Regions from separate parts of the Oryctolagus cuniculus genome. Here region 1 is linked to region 2. A link is a contact called in public Micro-C data. All regions are on one chromosome and are shown on one strand. Each heading gives the region's core, a stretch centred on a gene start, on an enhancer-like site or on the middle of the called end of the contact. The rest is flanking DNA. Distances are from core to core; before and after follow the strand shown. Region 1 overlaps CDK14 (cyclin dependent kinase 14). Region 2 holds the start of FZD1 (frizzled class receptor 1).

Evidence for each region. A called contact is a pair of places that touch in the nucleus more often than the background predicts.
Region 1: a Micro-C map of ear pinna shows a contact between it and region 2, with 4 times the contacts expected there. The contact joins the enhancer-like site here to the promoter of FZD1 in region 2. A contact is called at or near these places in 2 of 6 Hi-C or Micro-C datasets (ear pinna and skin fibroblasts).

Annotation. Positions count from the first base shown.
Region 1 is chr16:44,515,742-44,521,520 of mOryCun1.1, reverse strand. The region is part of intron 11 of CDK14 (cyclin dependent kinase 14); the gene reads left to right. Among named protein-coding and RNA genes, the nearest start is that of FZD1, 190 kb to the right of the region's middle. Within about 2 kb of position 2,495, at least 1 of the 8 cell types and tissues checked has an H3K27ac peak or open chromatin away from gene starts, as enhancers often do. A contact at or near this core is called in ear pinna, where this site is marked.
Region 2 is chr16:44,329,718-44,335,352 of mOryCun1.1, reverse strand. FZD1 (frizzled class receptor 1) reads left to right here and starts at 2,972. Exons shown (of 1, transcript XM_008261754.4): 1 at 2,972-5,635. The coding sequence starts at 3,483. The coding sequence ends at 5,450.

The DNA.
Region 1 (5,779 bases), core at 1,246-3,745, 190 kb before region 2:
GAAAACAGAATAAAGTGACTGACTTTCCAATCCAAATGGTGTTAGTGACAGCTTTTGAGCGAGATAAAATTGCTCATTCACCAATTTTCAGCTTACCAATTTTTCCCCTAAGTTTTGTTGGGAAGCTAAAGTATATAAGTATGTCCTCTGATTATTTTATTGCTATTATCTCTCTTGTCCTGTTGAAATATTTTTATTTATATTGGTTTTAAAATTTCACAAAATCTGAAGGTCTAGCTCTTATAAGTTATCCGGGAATCTTCTGGGAAGCCAACTCATTAGAAATCATCAGAAGTCAGAAAACAAACTCACCGGGTCCCTCCTGTTTACTTCTGGGCATCACGTTTGAAGCATGATGCTGGGGAACAGATAACCAAAATGGCTTTGATTAAATAAACTGTCATTTGTCATAACAAAATTTTAGCTGAGGAATTTGGTGTTTCAATATCTCTTTTTACTGTAATGGCATGTTTAATTTTGGACCCATTGGTTATGAAGATGAAAAAAAATTTTATATTAAAAATACTTGAAACAATTGCTGTTAGGAATATAGTGGACACCTGATTGTGAAGAGATTATAGAATTAGTATGCAAAATTCCACAGGAGTTTACTAGAGGGATTTGGTGATTTATTGTCATTAAATCTGTATGTAGAACACACCATTGTCATCATTTTGTTTAACACCAGGTTTTGCCTTTGCCAATGAAAGTGTCACTTCTCAGTCTCACCCTGCTACTGTAATGTCCTATGTCTGCTCCTCCCCTTTGACCTACCTGCGTATAACCAATGTCTAACATATTTAAATTACGTGCCTTTATTTATACTGTGCACACTTCCTCCCTTAATTAAATGATCACGTTCCTATCATAATTGATCTAAAAGTTTTGTTCAACCAAGTAACCACTTTATGAAACGATTCTTGATGAAGTAGTTGAACCTCTACCTTATGTGAATGTCCTTCAAAAAGTTTGTGGTGGGGCCAGCATTGTGGCGCATAAGGTAAAGCCTCCTCCTGCAAGCCAGCAGCCCATATTGGAGTGCCAGTTCATGTCCTGGCTGCTCCACTTCCAATCCAGCTCCCAGCTAATATGTCCAAGTACTGTGGGCCCCTGCTTCCTACATGGGAGATCCAGAGGGACCTGACCTAGGCCTCACTATCATAGCCATGGGGAATGAACCAGCAGATGGAAGATCTCTGTTTCTCACTCTCTCTCTCTCAAATAATAAATTTTTTTTAAAGTCCATGGAAATGGAATTAAAAGATGAGTTTGTGCGTTTAGGGACAGAGGTTGTTGTGCTACTTAGGATGCCTGCGTCCTACATTGGAGGGTGTGGTTTGGATCCCAGGTACCCATGCCTCTAACCTAGCTTCCTGCTAATGTGCATCCTGGGAGGGGGCAGAAGGTGGCTCAGTGTCCTCCCTCCTACTGGGGAGACTTGGATGGAATTCCTGGCTCCTGGCTGCAGCATGACCTAACTCTAGCTATTGTGAGCATTTGGGGAGTAAACCAGTAGATGGAAGAATGTCTGTCTGTCTCTCCCTCTCTCTGTCACTCTCTGCCTTTCAGCCAAAAATATTGTTATTAAAATGAGTTTATTTTGGTTCCAAAAACACTTGAATCCATGCATGGTTTCTTCGTAATGCTCAATTCCCATGGACTGTTTGAAGGCCTCTCAGCATTTATGGGGAATAAAGCATTGGAATTGTAGATTTTATCATCAGGATTAATTCAGAGACATCTAATAAACTGAACCCTACCGTCAGATTACATTTTAAATATTTTAGGGAAAATATTAAAGGCCAGACTTGAGATAAGACTTTAAAATTATGAACATGGCTTGTTTAGTAGCCATCTTCATGACTATTTTGAAGTTCCCACAAGTCCTATTTTTTGTTGCCTTAAGGCTTCAATTCAGAAACACCAAGTAATAACATCATCACTAGGCATATTATTAAAACATTACTTTCTGGGATGCAGTATTAAGTGTTGAATCTTTGGAGCCAAGCTATAGCCTCCAGCCAACGTTAGAGAACCGAGAATTCTGAGAGATTAATTCTGCTATTGATTCTTCCTCCAAATCGACCTTGCAGCCGTCATCGACATTCCGACGTCTCCCACTTGAGGAGTGCGATCTGGAGTCGAGAGAACCACATTAAAAGACCGTTAAACAAACGCCGCTTTCCCCCATTGCCGCTAACTAATTTGTCTGTCCTACAGCACAATTAATAAACTGAAGTAATTGGTAAATTCTCCGGTACAGGTTCCAAATAAAGTGAACTAATTTGCAAGAACTAATTTGAATCCTATTTATATAGGTTAATATAAGATGGGTGGGTGACTGTTCAAAGTTAAGTACCTGTGCCTTGATAAATACCCGTTAGCCCAGCTCTTACAGCCAGCAGACAGGTTAGGCCACTTGGAGAGCAGCAGTAGCTTGAGCTGTGGACCTGTGAGTGCTTTTCACGGCTGGAGCACGTGACCCGGTTTACTTGGGGGCCACGCTTGCCCTGGGTAACACCCATGTAGCACTCTGCTGAGTTCATTCCCGGCAGCAACCATGGGTGAGATTCTGTCCTTTGAGAGTTGTTTTTTAAATGTTCTGACAAGACAAAGCAGTAATGGGGGAAATTTTCGAATGATCCAACAGACATCCAAACTCAAAAGGATATTGTATAGAGAAAAGCTCAATTATAGTATTGAGAATAATAAATTTGTATCAATAAAGAAGCCCTTTTATTCCCTTATCCTGGAAGTGCATGAACCATGCGGGCTCTTCCTGCATAAGGGGATTTTGGATAAAAGGGAGACAAGTCTTAATTTTATAAAAACACGTCTTGTTTTCTGCCTGCCTTCAAAACATTCCATTTGATTTCATTGAGTTATAAAGACTCTCCCTATTTCTCCTCCAAATCTCTCTATTTATAGTTGCCTGACATTGGCATGTATGTGCAATCAACCAAGAATTTCAGCCACTTAAAAGATCTTTTATTATTTTGGCTGCAGAGGAAGCCTTAGAAAATGCTCTCCAGCGCAGTCAAGGGTAAGATTCCAGGAACACATTTGCTTGTTTTGGAACTTCTGAACCGCTGAACAATTTGGGAGGTTTGAAAGTATCAGAAAGAGAACTGAGGATCAAACCACAAGGTTGCTGAAGACAGAACTCTTGGCTGGTGAAGTGAAAGGGCCAACAAGCTCTGTGGTGCTGGGTAACCCTTCCTCCTGCTTGCCCCGCCCCACTCTGCTTCTGCCCATAATCCTTCTGCTAGTTGAGTGCAACTGCATTTCTCCTAAGAATGTATCAAAATTGATATTTTAAGCGTATGGCAAATATGTAAGCATTGTGATAAAGCTTGGCTTTTGGGAAACACAAAAAGCCGAGAAGAAAACATTTATCTACTATGTCTGAATGCACCTGCTAAGCCACAAATCCTAATTTAGGATATTTAGAATTGTTTTCAATTTAGTGCTCTTGGATTTTCCATGAACATTTTATCTGATTTGATGTTTGATGTTTGATAACTTGATAGATAGTGATGTTATATGTGCATAAAACTCAGTATATTCAGAATGTAATTTGAAGGGATAATGAGTGTGTCGCTGGTTCTCCATTGCATTTTTCTAGTCATCATGGCTGATGTAGCCCCATAAGATTTAAGTCAGTGCCTTCTCAAGAAACTGAAAGACCTTGTTTTCCACTCTGCCCTTTTCTCAGTTGATCTAAAATTGTCTGACATAATAATGTATTGCGAGGCAAGTTAGAGAGGAAGGCAAGGACCCTGTTACGGCACTAGGGGGCACAGTTGATTTGAGTCAGATCTTAAAATCATTCCCCCACTTCTACTTTTTTCATTGTTGTTCATTTTTGTTATAATTCTATTTACATCAAAGTAACAGTTTTAATTTATTTAGTGCCTAGAGACTTCTCCTTGTAATATTTTCAAAGAAATTATTCGATACATCATTGATTTACTTTTGGGGGGGAAACAGGTTTATTGGGATGATGTGTTCAGCAGCAGACACTTTAGAATTGCAGCCTCTTGCCTCGTCGATTGCCCAGCCTTGTGGGTATGAGGCCTGCATTAGAAGCCTTCGTGGGCTGCAGTTCCTCACCCTTGAAATCATAGTTTCCAACACAGGGATCAGCACGTCCCAGCAGATCTCTCACCTAACCTTGGATACCTGCACATGGTATTTGGAGGCCCCCAAAGACCCAGCTGCTTGCTTGAAAGTTTACACCACAGAGCTAATTCGTTTTCATAAGAGCAAATCATTAGTTCAGTTGCTGCAGGCGTTAACACAGCTGTGATGTTAATCAGAGCCACTAAACCCCTTGCTACCTAAGGGAGGGCAGTTATTCCAGGAACCAGAAGATTGGATGCTTGAAAGGGAAAGGAGGAGGGCCTAACAGGAGATGCATCCCAGGCTCTGATGGGAGACCTAGAAAACCTCAAAGAGGACAGAATCAAGATCTGTCAAGTGACACAGGAAGACAAAGAAGAAGCCATCGAGAGAAAGGTGGTATGTCGCTCCCCCTCTTCGTGGAGGAACGATACTAAACCCTGCGCTGTTCTTTTGTCTGCTCGGCCCTCCCCGGGTTTGCTGCTGGTTCTTCCCGGGTTAGCTACCGTCCCTCCACCTCCGTGGAGGGGCGGGACCCCTGCCACTTTCCCCACTTCCGCAGGGGAGCGGCACACTGCCGGCCGGCTCTCGGGGGCTGCTCAGATGTTCCTCAGGTGTTCCTTCAGATAGATGTTCCTGGTGCATGTTGTCTCTCTCCTCCTTTATAGTCCTCTTCCACCAATCCCAACTCTGCTACCCACACGCCGAGTATGCTGCTCTCCTCCAATCAGGAGCAGGTCCTGCTGTTTATTGGTTGAACTGGAGGCAGCTGTGTAGAAGCTGTTTCCTCCTCTCCCAGCGCCATATTGTGGGAGAGCAGATGCATAGAATAAGTCTTAATTCCAGTAACTTAGTCTAGTCCGAATTGCTCCCCACAGTGGTACGTTCGCCAAAGGCCTAGCCCTACCTCTCAACATAGCAGCAGCATAAATGTGGGGTCCTTTGAAACATACCTAGTCAAAGGCCTAACACATACTTGCTGCTCCATCAGTGTAGTCTTGTGATGGTGGTAGTGATGATAATTAATATTTTGATAACTGTTGCAATATAAGATGTGCTTTCAGGCTATTATCATACCCCCACATGTCATTTACAATAGTCACTCCATTTATCTAATTATTTATTTGCTTGTTTGTTTAAGAGAGAGAGAGAACATTTCCATTCTTTGGTTCACTTCTCAAATGCTAGCAACAGCTGGGTTGTGGGGTGGTGGGGGGAGGTAGAGCTGGGAGGCAGGGACTCGATTCAGTTCTCCTATATGGGTGATAGGAACCCAATTACCTGAGCCATCACCTGGATGCCTCCCATGGTGTGCGCTGTGGGAAGCTAGAGTAAGAAGCCGGAGCCAGAAATTATACCCAGGCTCTCTGTAGGGGATACAGGCATCTTAATCAGCCTCTTAATCACTGGGCAAAATGTAGATTCCTCTAGCACTCTTTAAAGGTAGTCAGAGACAGTATTGTCATCCTTGTTGTGTAGCTTAAAATTTAAAAAAGCATGCTCAATGAGGTCAGGTGATCAATGCAATTGTAAACAACAACTTAGAATATGTGCCCCACCGGGGACCTTGTGAAAGCATTGTTACCCGCTTAAAGAGCCTGATACTTACGTGGGCTTGTCACTCTCTGGTTTTACTTTGTTCTCACTACAACTTTGG
Region 2 (5,635 bases), core at 1,723-4,222:
TTTACCCACTACACCACATTGGCGGCCCCTAGTAGCTTCCCTTCTGGCACATAGATTTGATCAACAGAATACTGTATTGATGTGATAGATAAATAGAAAGTCAGCTTTGTTGATGGTTTTTAATTTGAAAGCCAGAGAGAGGGAGAGAGAAAGGGAGCAAGTTCCCACCTGAAGATTCACTCCCCAAATGCCTGCAAGAGCCAGGGCAGGGCCAGGAGGGTATCATGACTCAATCTGGGTCTTCCACGGGGATGGAAGAATCCGATCACTCACATCACCTGCTGCCTCCCTCCCAGGGTATTAACAGGAAGCTACAATGGGGAGCAATGCCAGGATCAAAATCCAGACACTCCAAGGGGGGATCCAGTGTTCCTGGTAACACCTTAACCACTGCTTCAAACAGAGGACCTTGTAGGTTTTTAACTATGGGAAGCAGCTCTTAGAAAATGACTTTAAAAAGAAAAAAAATGATCTATTTTATTTATTTGAAAGGCAGAGTTACAGAGAAGGGGGAGACAGGGGTCTTCCATCTGCTGGTTCACTCTGCAAAAGGCCACAACACCCATGGCTGGGCCAGGCCAAAGCCAGGAGCCAGGAGCTTCTTCCAGGTCTCCCATGGGGCTGCAGGGGCCCAAGGACTTGGGCCATCATCCACTGCTTTCCTAGGCATATTAGCAGGGAGCTGGATCAGAAGTGGAGCAGCTGGAACTTGAATGGGTGCCCATATGGGATGCTGGCAATGCAGGCAGTGCCTCAACCCACTATGCCACAACATGGGCCCAGAAAATGACTTCTCAAAAAAAAAAAAAATTATGAAGTCTTTTTTAATGCAGTGTATTGAGGAAGAATGACAGAAAATTGGCTTCAAAAATTAAAAGAACCATGGTTACTCAACAGAATATAGAAAGGATTAAAATAAGCATCAAATGAAAGTTATGCCAAAAAAAATTTTAAAAGCTATTTCACCTGAGGCACGTCCCTTAACATTTCTGGGCCTTGTGTTCTTAGTTGTAAACTGGAGAGAAACGAGTTCCTAGGTGATGTCTTTGGCACCTTCCAGTTCCGTGATCTGGTAGGATTGACATCCCCAGCCCCTTTAACTCTGGCTGCTCCCTTGAGGCTCCTATGGGGAAACTGCACCACTGGGTGGAAGATTAAACAAGTTCAAGACTTTCAGTAGAGAGACTCGGGAAACAGGAGCGCGTCACCTCCTCTAAGAAAAAGTACCGCCTTCTCCACCAAGGTCCCTACATGCTCTGGCTTTGGAGAGAGGAATCTGGGGTGGTGGTAGTTGTTCGTGTTGAATGTAGGAGCCACGTGGGTGCAGGGGCCCAAGGACTTGGGCATCTTCCACTGCTTTCCCAGGCCACAGCAGAGAGCTGGACTGGAAGAGGAGCAGCCCCTAGACTAGAACCAGTGGCCATGTGGGATGCCGGTACCGCAGACCCATTACGCCACAGCGCCGACCCCTCCATTAATATTTGAAAACCAGTACCGTGCATCTAACACAAACAGTCCTCAATTTGTTTTAACAGGTAAAGATGCGACTGCACGTCCTTAAAACCCCAGTAGGCATGGTGCTGAAATCCAACTGCTGGTGGGCCTGCCTCCAAGTAACACCTGGCCAAGCAGTGACCTGCGCTGCTCACTGCTCGCCCAGGGGGAAAGCAGCCATCCATAGCTCCCTATTGTCCCTATAATTTGGTCCAAACTTCCTGCTATGAACTCCAGCCTTTTCTCCTGCTTCCTCAGCCCGGGAACGCTCACCTCCCCTGGCCCTTTCACAACCTAAGCGCCTGCCCGTCTTCAGCACCCTCCCTATCCCCTCTGCTGGCTGTGGCCCCTGAGCCCTCTGTCTCTGGGACAGAAGTTAGGGGACCGCAGTAGGCTCCCTGGCCCTGCCGCGCTATGCAGCCCTCCCTGTCTGGACCGTGCCTCTCTTATCTCCTAGGTCTGCGTGCTGCAGGTTGGGAGCCTGCTAAGTCTCTAAATGAGTGGACCATCCATCTATGAACGATAGACAGTGACTGGAGACCTCCACCCCCCGTCCTCCTCGGGAGCACAGCTAACGCACACAACGGCACTTCGCGGATTCAGCCGTCACGTAATGAGCCCATCACAAGGTCACTGCCCGAGAAGCAAGGGTGGGCACTGCTGCGACGGCGCGAGTGGGTCTGGGGTGAGTCGTGCTTTTTTGTTTCCAGACACCTGGGTTTTGGACTGGCGTCCCCAGCTCCGCGCCCCCGTCAAAGACCCCGGACCCGGCGGTGCAGGCAGGGGCTCGGGCAGGCTCTGAGCAGCGGCCCCTGCCCCCAAGCCCCCCGGCGCTCGACTCCGCTACCCGCGGGGCCCCCAAGGGTTTTTCTCTGCTTCTGCTCCTGTCTCGAGGAGTTGGGCTGCCAGGAGAAAGCGGCGGAAGGGGCGCCCATGGCTTGACTTCCCAGACACCATCCAAGTTTGCATGTGCGTCCGGGATCCGCGAACTTCCGCGGCGGGGGTTCGGAACGGCGCTCCGGGTCCACGCGGGCCGAGGCAGCCGCCCGCCGGCGACGCCCCCGCGTGCTGCCGCTGACCAGCGTCCAGGGCAGGACGCTAAGCACGGACACCGGTCCCAGCAGAGCCCAGCTCGGCCCCCGCTCCGCCCGCCGCTTCTTGTGCTTTTTCTCCCGCAGCCTGCGGGGCCATTCGCAAAGGCGAGCGCAAGCAAGCCTATGCCGCTTCCTAGCAAACCCACTCTTTGTGCCTCAGCGCTGCTTCTGCTACCACCACTACTTCCTCCTCCTCCTCCTCCTCCTCCTCCTCCTCCTCCTCCTCCCCCTGCCGCCGCCGCCGCCTCCTCCCGCGCGCCAGCCCGCCCGCCCGCCGCCGCCGGCGTGTGCTGGGCGAGTAGGCGGCGGGCTCCCTCTGCGTCGGGAAACCGGTGCCGCGATTGGGCGACGGTCCCTGAGCCTCCAGTTCCGCGTCGGTTTCAAGGCTCCTCCCTCCTGGTGAAAGACAGACTGCGGGGCGCCTGGAAACCGGTCGGAGGGCGCGCGAGGGAGAGGAGAGGCAGCGAGTTGAGGGATTGACACAAATGGTCAGGCGGCGGCGGCGGAGAAGGAGGCGGAGGCGCAGGGGGGAGCCGAGGCCGCTGGGTTGCGGGGAGTTGCGCGCTGCACGGGGCCCAGGCCACTAGCGCGGCGCCGCCAGCCGGGAGCCAGGGAGCCGAGGGCCAGCAAGGCGGGACGCGACCCCGGCGCGCCCGAGCCACCCGGGCTCTCCCCGCCGCCCGCGCTTCATGAACCGCAAGTTTCCGCGGCGGCGGCGGCGGCTGCGGGACGCGGAGCGGGAGCCGGGGGAGCGGGCCGAGCGCGGCTCGGGCTCGACGGACGGCACCGGCGGGGACCGGGTCTCCCCGGACGCAGGGGACGCCGCCGCTGCCGCCGCCGCCGCCGGCCGCGCCACTGCCAGCCGAGCGGCGCGGAGAAAGGAGCCCAGAAAGTATGGCTGAGGAGGAGGCGCCTAAGAAGTGCCGGGCCGCCGCAGCGAGCCGGGAACTTTGCGCCGGGGCGCTCCGGGCCGGGCCGGCCGAGGCGGGCAGCGGGGACGCGGGCGGCCCCCGCCGGCCCCGTCGATCGCGCCGCCCCTCGGCGGACCCCGGGCGCTTGGCCCGCCGGCTGCTGCTGCTGCTGCTCTGGCTGCTGGAGGCCCCGCTGCTGCTGGGGGTCCGCGCGCAGGCGGCGGGCCAGGGGCCCGGGCCGGGGCAGCAGCCCCCGCCGCCGCCGCCTCCGCCGCCGCCGCCCCAGCAGCAGCAGGGCGGCGCGCAGCAGTACAACGGCGAGCGGGGCATCTCCATCCCGGACCACGGCTACTGCCAGCCCATCTCCATCCCGCTGTGCACGGACATCGCGTACAACCAGACCATCATGCCCAACCTGCTGGGCCACACGAACCAGGAGGACGCGGGCCTCGAGGTGCACCAGTTCTACCCGCTGGTGAAGGTGCAGTGCTCGGCCGAGCTCAAGTTCTTCCTGTGCTCCATGTACGCGCCCGTGTGCACCGTGCTGGAGCAGGCGCTGCCGCCCTGCCGCTCCCTGTGCGAGCGCGCGCGCCAGGGCTGCGAGGCGCTCATGAACAAGTTCGGCTTCCAGTGGCCCGAGACGCTCAAGTGCGAGAAGTTCCCGGTGCACGGCGCGGGCGAGCTGTGCGTGGGCCAGAACACGTCCGACAAGGGCACGCCGACGCCGTCGCTGCTGCCCGAGTTCTGGACCAGCAACCCGCAGCACGGCGGCGCGGGCCACCGCGGCGGCTCCGCCGGGGGCGCGGGCGCGGCGGAGCGCGGCAAGTTCTCCTGCCCGCGCGCGCTCAAGGTGCCCGCCTACCTCAACTACCACTTCCTGGGCGAGAAGGACTGCGGCGCGCCCTGCGAGCCCACCAAGGTGTACGGGCTCATGTACTTCGGGCCCGAGGAGCTGCGCTTCTCGCGCACCTGGGTCGGCATCTGGTCGGTGCTGTGCTGCGCCTCCACGCTCTTCACGGTGCTCACGTACCTGGTGGACATGCGGCGCTTCAGCTACCCGGAGCGGCCCATCATCTTCCTGTCGGGCTGCTACACGGCCGTGGCCGTGGCCTACATCGCCGGCTTCCTGCTGGAGGACCGCGTGGTGTGCAACGACAAGTTCGCCGAGGACGGCGCGCGCACGGTGGCGCAGGGCACCAAGAAGGAGGGCTGCACCATCCTCTTCATGATGCTCTACTTCTTCAGCATGGCCAGCTCCATCTGGTGGGTCATCCTGTCGCTCACCTGGTTCCTGGCGGCCGGCATGAAGTGGGGCCACGAGGCCATCGAGGCCAACTCGCAGTACTTCCACCTGGCCGCCTGGGCCGTGCCCGCCATCAAGACCATCACCATCCTGGCGCTGGGCCAGGTGGACGGCGACGTGCTGAGCGGCGTGTGCTTCGTGGGGCTCAACAACGTGGACGCGCTGCGGGGCTTCGTGCTGGCGCCGCTCTTCGTCTACCTGTTCATCGGCACCTCCTTCCTGCTGGCCGGCTTCGTGTCGCTCTTCCGCATCCGCACCATCATGAAGCACGACGGCACCAAGACGGAGAAGCTGGAGAAGCTCATGGTGCGCATCGGCGTGTTCTCGGTGCTCTACACCGTGCCCGCCACCATCGTCATCGCCTGCTACTTCTACGAGCAGGCCTTCCGGGACCAGTGGGAGCGCAGCTGGGTGGCCCAGAGCTGCAAGAGCTACGCCATCCCCTGCCCGCACCTGCAGGCGGGCGGGGCCGCGCCGCCGCACCCGCCCATGAGCCCGGACTTCACCGTCTTCATGATCAAGTACCTGATGACGCTCATCGTGGGCATCACGTCCGGCTTCTGGATCTGGTCGGGCAAGACCCTCAACTCCTGGAGGAAGTTCTACACGCGCCTCACCAACAGCAAACAGGGGGAGACCACGGTCTGAGGTTCCGGGGTGGGGTCGGGGGGCCCAGCGCCGCGCCGCGCCGCGCCGCTCCACGCCCGCTCCCGGGACGCCGAAGCCGCCGTCCCCCCGGGGGGCGCGCGGACGCCAGGGCCGCGACTCGCCGGCGCCGGCCGGGGCGCGGAGGGGACAGTTGGACCGCCGCGCCGGACCCCGGACTGTACGCT